2 separate regions of the Mus musculus genome follow, and region 2 is linked to region 1. Evidence: chromatin contacts called from public Hi-C data. All regions are on one chromosome and are shown on one strand. The core of a region is the stretch at or near the end of the contact, and the rest is flanking DNA. Distances in the headings are between cores, read along the strand shown. Region 1 has its middle 20 kb from the start of Gm34259. Region 2 has its middle 25 kb from the start of Gm34371.

What was found. Hi-C and Micro-C count contacts between places; a contact is called where the count stands out from the background.
Region 2: a contact with region 1 is called in a Hi-C map of the N1E-115 cell line, with 6 times the contacts expected there. The contact joins two enhancer-like sites. A contact is called at or near these places in 1 of 15 datasets of contacts at CTCF or cohesin (large pre-B cells) and 3 of 484 Hi-C or Micro-C datasets (the N1E-115 cell line, embryonic stem cells and large pre-B cells).

Annotation. Positions count from the first base shown.
Region 1 is chr17:4,591,169-4,593,868 of GRCm38.p6, reverse strand. No RefSeq gene overlaps it. Among named protein-coding and RNA genes, the nearest start is that of Gm34259, 20 kb to the left of the region's middle. Within about 2 kb of position 1,423, at least 2 of the 459 cell types and tissues checked have an H3K27ac peak or open chromatin away from gene starts, as enhancers often do. A contact at or near this core is called in the N1E-115 cell line, where this site is marked.
Region 2 is chr17:4,768,214-4,770,913 of GRCm38.p6, reverse strand. No RefSeq gene overlaps it. Among named protein-coding and RNA genes, the nearest start is that of Gm34371, 25 kb to the left of the region's middle. Within about 2 kb of position 1,388, at least 54 of the 459 cell types and tissues checked have an H3K27ac peak or open chromatin away from gene starts, as enhancers often do. A contact at or near this core is called in the N1E-115 cell line, where this site is marked.

The DNA.
Region 1 (2,700 bases), core at 174-2,673:
TTTTAAACAAAACACTTTTAATTTTCACTTTGGGCTCTAAGGTTATTTTACAATTATAGTGTGACTCTCAGGATCCCAGAGTTCAATTACCTACTTTAAAATAGGAATATCAATGTACAAAAGTATTTTCTATTGTTTAAAAGATGGACTTATGTATTAATAGATACATATAACAAATATAAACAACGTCAAAAAGCAAGAAAGGCAATCACATATTTAAAAACTCTTTTATTACTATTCAACAAGGGGGAAAATTGTTCTATTGTGCCACTTAATGGAAAGCATTCTGGAGGGAGCAGCTGCTGACATCACTGCTAACATGGCACAAGAGTGTTCATGGTTTTATAGAGCATTTTAATTCTTTTATGCACTGTTTCTATCACTGTATCCCATTTCATTGTGTGAGTTTTCTATTTTCTTCTGGATAATATCATGTTTCTGGGTTTTACTCTACGAGAGGGATGCTGGCTTGCCTGTGACAACTCATCCCGCTTGGTAGTCATGGTTGGTGGAGCCTTCTAGGCTGTCCTTTGTGTCTCTTCTCCCTTGTCCTCATTTGATCCAAAATGAAGATACTATCTTGTCATTCATCCCTCGTAAGAGAGAAAGCAGAGAGAAAAAAAAAGCCAGCCACAGTGTCCTAGCCCCTCTTTCCAGTTTAATTTGTGGAGGCGGAGCCAAGGGGGATCTGTCAGACTCTTCTTGTTTCCAAGAAGAAGGTCTTCCGAGGCACTTCATGCCTCTGTGTGGGGATACGAAGAACAAGACACATTTCATAACTTTTCTGCAACCCTGACAACTGTGCTCTCCTGAGGCTTCCTAGGGACTAGAGTGCCCTTCACAGGCAATGGCCAGTTCCTGGCCCTGGATCTCCAGCAGGTTACAGACTTTCTTCTGTTCTTGTTCTCTTTCTGACCAGCCTTGGGCTCTGCGTGCCCTGCGTGCAGGAGGCCAGACGGTCTGCAGCATGGTGGAGCATCCAGGGACCTCCTCTTCCTGTTCATCTCTGTGGGACCGGAGGTGGCAGCTGGGGATGAACATGGGTCACTTCAAGGCGTCTGGCAGAGAGTGCTACATCTGTTCCTACTACCAGCAGACAGGATGAAAGTAATTATATCCAGGTCCTGGATAAAACGCCAATGCTCGAAAACATAATGCAGACTACTGTTCTTCACTAGAGAGGATCTGTTAGTGTCACAGAAGCTCTGGTGTGGGCCTCTCTAATGAAGTCAGCATCTCCACAGGGCACAGTTGGAAGGTGTTGCTGGGAGCTGAGGCACACTCCCATTCAGACCACTGGCTTATAGAAAAGCATCTAGAAGTGTCTGGAGGCCGAGTAATGAGCCAGGCTGGGTATCTTTTCTCCGGGCCTTTTGGCTCCCTGGCACCAAGGGAGGGCTTGGAATGTTTGGAGCAGAGAGCTGGATGGTGGGAAGATAGGTACATGGGATAATGTGCAGAGTCCCATCATGCTTCACTGTTCAAGGGGCCACTGCCAGGTGCCTTCGTGAGCGAATGAGGGCAGCGGCAAGAGTCAGGACCAGAAGTAGGCAGATGTCTGCCCCCTTCTGTGTCTGCTGCCGATTGGCCAAGTGACTATAACACGCCTACTTGATTTTTCTGGGTTTACCTTCTTACCTAGAAACAGAAGATGAGACCAGGTAGGGGGTAGGTAACAGCTTCTGAACTCCAAGGTTCAAAAGTGTTTCTGAAAAACAAAAAAACAAAACAAGAAAAAAAACCATGACTGCTCAGGTGACTCATCTCATTTTAGTCCACCCAGCAGGGAAGTAGGGACAGAGATACCTCCAACATCCCATGACCCAGTTACCCCGATGCAGCTTGGCATATAAGTTACCCTAGCCCTAGTGCAAATGGGACTGTTCGGTCATGCGTATGTACACAGAAAGATAGACCGCTCAAGTGTGTCATATGGTATGCACATCACAGAAATGTGTTCATGTCAAATGTCATCTTGCTACCTGTCTCTTCAGTGAACTTGTTCGGACCCCAGGGGACCTTTGTATCTTTCAGAGTCCACACCCAATACCTTGGATATGGAGGCAGATAGCCACCCATCGCAAGCAAGGCCTTAGTAACCACCTTTGGGGCTGTCTTTCACTAACTGTAGGGGCCTGAACGAGTGACTTCATATCTCCAGGTTACCATTTACTCCCATGGAAAATAGCCATAATAATAACATCTCCTTGGTAAGTGTTTTCAGAGCTAAATTGAGCAGTACATGATAAATCTTTAGTGCAGTGTCTGGCCCATGAAAAGGTCCAGTAAGTGTTTACTAGACATTCTGGATGTAATTTCATTAAATTCCGGGTATAATTTCATTTTTCCCATGTCTGTCATTTAACTGATCACTGTGATGTTTGCTATTATGCACATTGCTGCACTGACCACTTTCTAGGTGAGTTAGATAGCTGTCTGTGCACTTAAGACATGTTCCTAAAAGCACAGCCTTGGAGCTGAAGAGCATGCGTGCTTCAGCACTATCAATACACAGAGCCAAACTGGCTTATGGGAAGGTGGAAGTTGCCCATGAAAGTAGCTATTCCCCATACCCATAGCCAGTAGATACTAAACATACTTACTGTCCTTATTTTTCTAATTCACTATAGGGTCTACCTCCTTATTGTTTTTGGAGGGAGGCTGGTCTGGAACTTGTTTGTAGCCCATGCTTGTCTCAAA
Region 2 (2,700 bases), core at 139-2,638, 180 kb before region 1:
TGGTTTTAGAGCTTTATTATAGAAAGGCAGGGAGAAAGAGAAAAGGTAGAAGGGGGGAGGCTAGAGAGAAAGAGAGTAAGAGGGAGAAAGGAGAGGAGAGGAGAGGAGAGGAGAGGAGAGGAGAAGACAAAGAGAGAGGAGAGAGAGGGAGAGAGTGAGGGTTAAGAAGTAAGAGAGACAAGTAAGAGGTAAGAGAGCAAGCAGGGGCTGAACAGCTCCTTTTATGGTCTTTACTGTTGCTAGGTAACTGGGGAGGGGTTTAGCCTGAAGGTCAGAAGTTTGGGCCATTGTCTACTTGACTTCTAGCCATGCTTCTCTTGTGGGGACTGTGGGGGGTGGTAACTTAGGCAGGAGCCGGAGTTCCAGGAGCATGAGGGAACGCCTACTGTGTCATGAAGGTGAATTATCACCATTTTCGGGGTTCAGACCTCAGCTCAACTGGAGACCAGCCTGCAGTTCCCCACAGTAGCTGACATAGATGACATAGCAGCGGCCCACAATGCCAAGTGGACTGAGTGGGTGCTGTGTGTATCTTAAATCCTGGTGGTCATTCCAAGGTACGAGACAAACAGTGTTTATGGCAAATGAGCCCATTCCTGCTTCTAGTTGGTTTTCCTCTGGTTCTCCTGCCTAGAAAAGCCAGGAGAGACAAGTTGCATTTGTTGCCACCAGGGGCAGACTTCAGTCCTGCTTGGCTTCTGTGTAATACTCACGTGTACTAGATGGGAAGAGAGTTGGTGAAAATAGCAAATAATCTGTCTAACTTCCAAAGGATGATTGAAATTGCCTTCATGGCACCAGGCTGATGTTCTCTGGTTCCAAGAACTGGGTAGGGTTGCCACTTGCTTCTGTTGCCATGGTCAAAAATGGTCATGTGACTGAGTAAGGAGAGAATCCTGGTGGTAATTCCCAGTGAATGATAAGATCAAGTCCCCGCTAGAGGAACATGGCTTCATCCCTTAACCAGGTTTTGAATTCAGCACTGTTTTCTGTGGTGTTGTGAGGCTTCTGCCTCCAAGGGGACGGACCTAGTGGTCAGTCATGGGGACGTGCACTCGGACCCCAGCTGGTGAATGGAGTATACTGATGTCTTTGTGACCTCTCTCACTTTGATGTTGAGTTTAGTGAAGCCTTTCTCAAGCAGCAAAGGCATTTCAAAGCTTCAGGAACCATTAGGTAATATCCTAAACCTGGAATTCATGGCCAGCATCTGCCTGTAAGCTATAGAAAAATCAGAAGATATATTCAGATGAATAGCACAGATCCCGTAGGTGGCAGTCAATGACGTGGCTTTCCCTCACAGTGCCAAGCTTGCTCGTCCCTCCTGGTATGAAGTGACCAAGAGCCCAGCCCAGGCTAATTGTGTTTATTTTAGAGCCAAACACATCCCTACTTCATCATGCCACAAAGAGAGGCATTGAGGTTGGATCATTCCACTAATATTTACAGAGCACCTCCTAGGAGCCGGAACATTGTTCTGCTCTCTGCCTGCACCAGGAGGACAAATAGATATTGTTCCTGCTCAGATGGGGCCTATAGTGAGTGAGAGAGAGGCATAAAAGAGCAACAGCAAATAACCCCACACTAATAAATATGTGACTCAGAGTTGTGGCAAATGTCATGAGGCACAAACAGGGAGTGTAAAGGGAGAACAGAAAACGGCGAGCGAGTCTCTGAGGAAGGAGCTCTTGGGATGGGGCCTAACTGTAATGGGAGCTGGAGAGCTCTGAGAAGAGAAAGGCCCTGTTAAATCAGTACTGCTGGTTAGAGTGGCCCGAGAAGCCAGAAGGAGCAGTGCAGCCTGTGCCTTGCGGGGCTCCATAGGCCTCACACAGATTTAGATTTCCTCAGCCATGTAATGGAAGCCCCAAAGGGGCAAAAAGCTGGGCAGTGGCATAGTTCCAAGGGGAAAGAGGTCATTCTGGTAGGGTTAGGCCAGAATGGTGAAGGACATATTGGCCCTATGTGGTGATGGGGGGGGGGCAGGGAAGAGGCTATGAATGGAGGGGTGAGATTGAGAGGGTCTGGACAGGAGAAAAAACAACTAGAGAAGGCATTGCCTAGGCTGCATCCACACAGTGATCCCAGCAGGTTCCAGTGGCTGACAGGACACCAGGGACCAGGGCTAGGCATCGTCTTTCCCAGGCCTGTTATGATATAGCCCTACCAACGAGGTGGCACAGATCATCCTAGAAACCACAGATCTAAGGGCCAGATGTGGCAGCATCGCTCCAATATCCACCTCCATCTTCTTTAGGATTTCATGGTGAGGCCTTGACTGTCCTGGAACCTGCTCTGTAGATCAGGCTAGCCTTGAACTCATACAAAAAGATCTGTCTGAGTCTGCCTCCTGAGTGCAGGGATTAAAGCCCTGAGACCCAGTCTTCTTTCAGTATTCTCTGGCTCTGAGTCTTCACTGTGGTGAAGGGCACCTCTCTCCCCATGGTGTGACTCTATATTAACCAATTTTATCTGTAATGACATTGTTTCCAAGTAATATCCCTCTGAGGTTCTGTGGGATACGGCTCTAATAGACTTGGTTCAACTCAATCCACACTTGGACAGCTGTGTTGACCTTCGGCTCAAGGCCAGCTCTGAGTTCACAAAGAAGGGCCAGTGTAGATATGGAAGGGAAGCAAAGCCATCCCCTAGGGAAGCAAGAGGAGCGGCTAACCTCAGACTCCTGGTCCCACAGTGGCC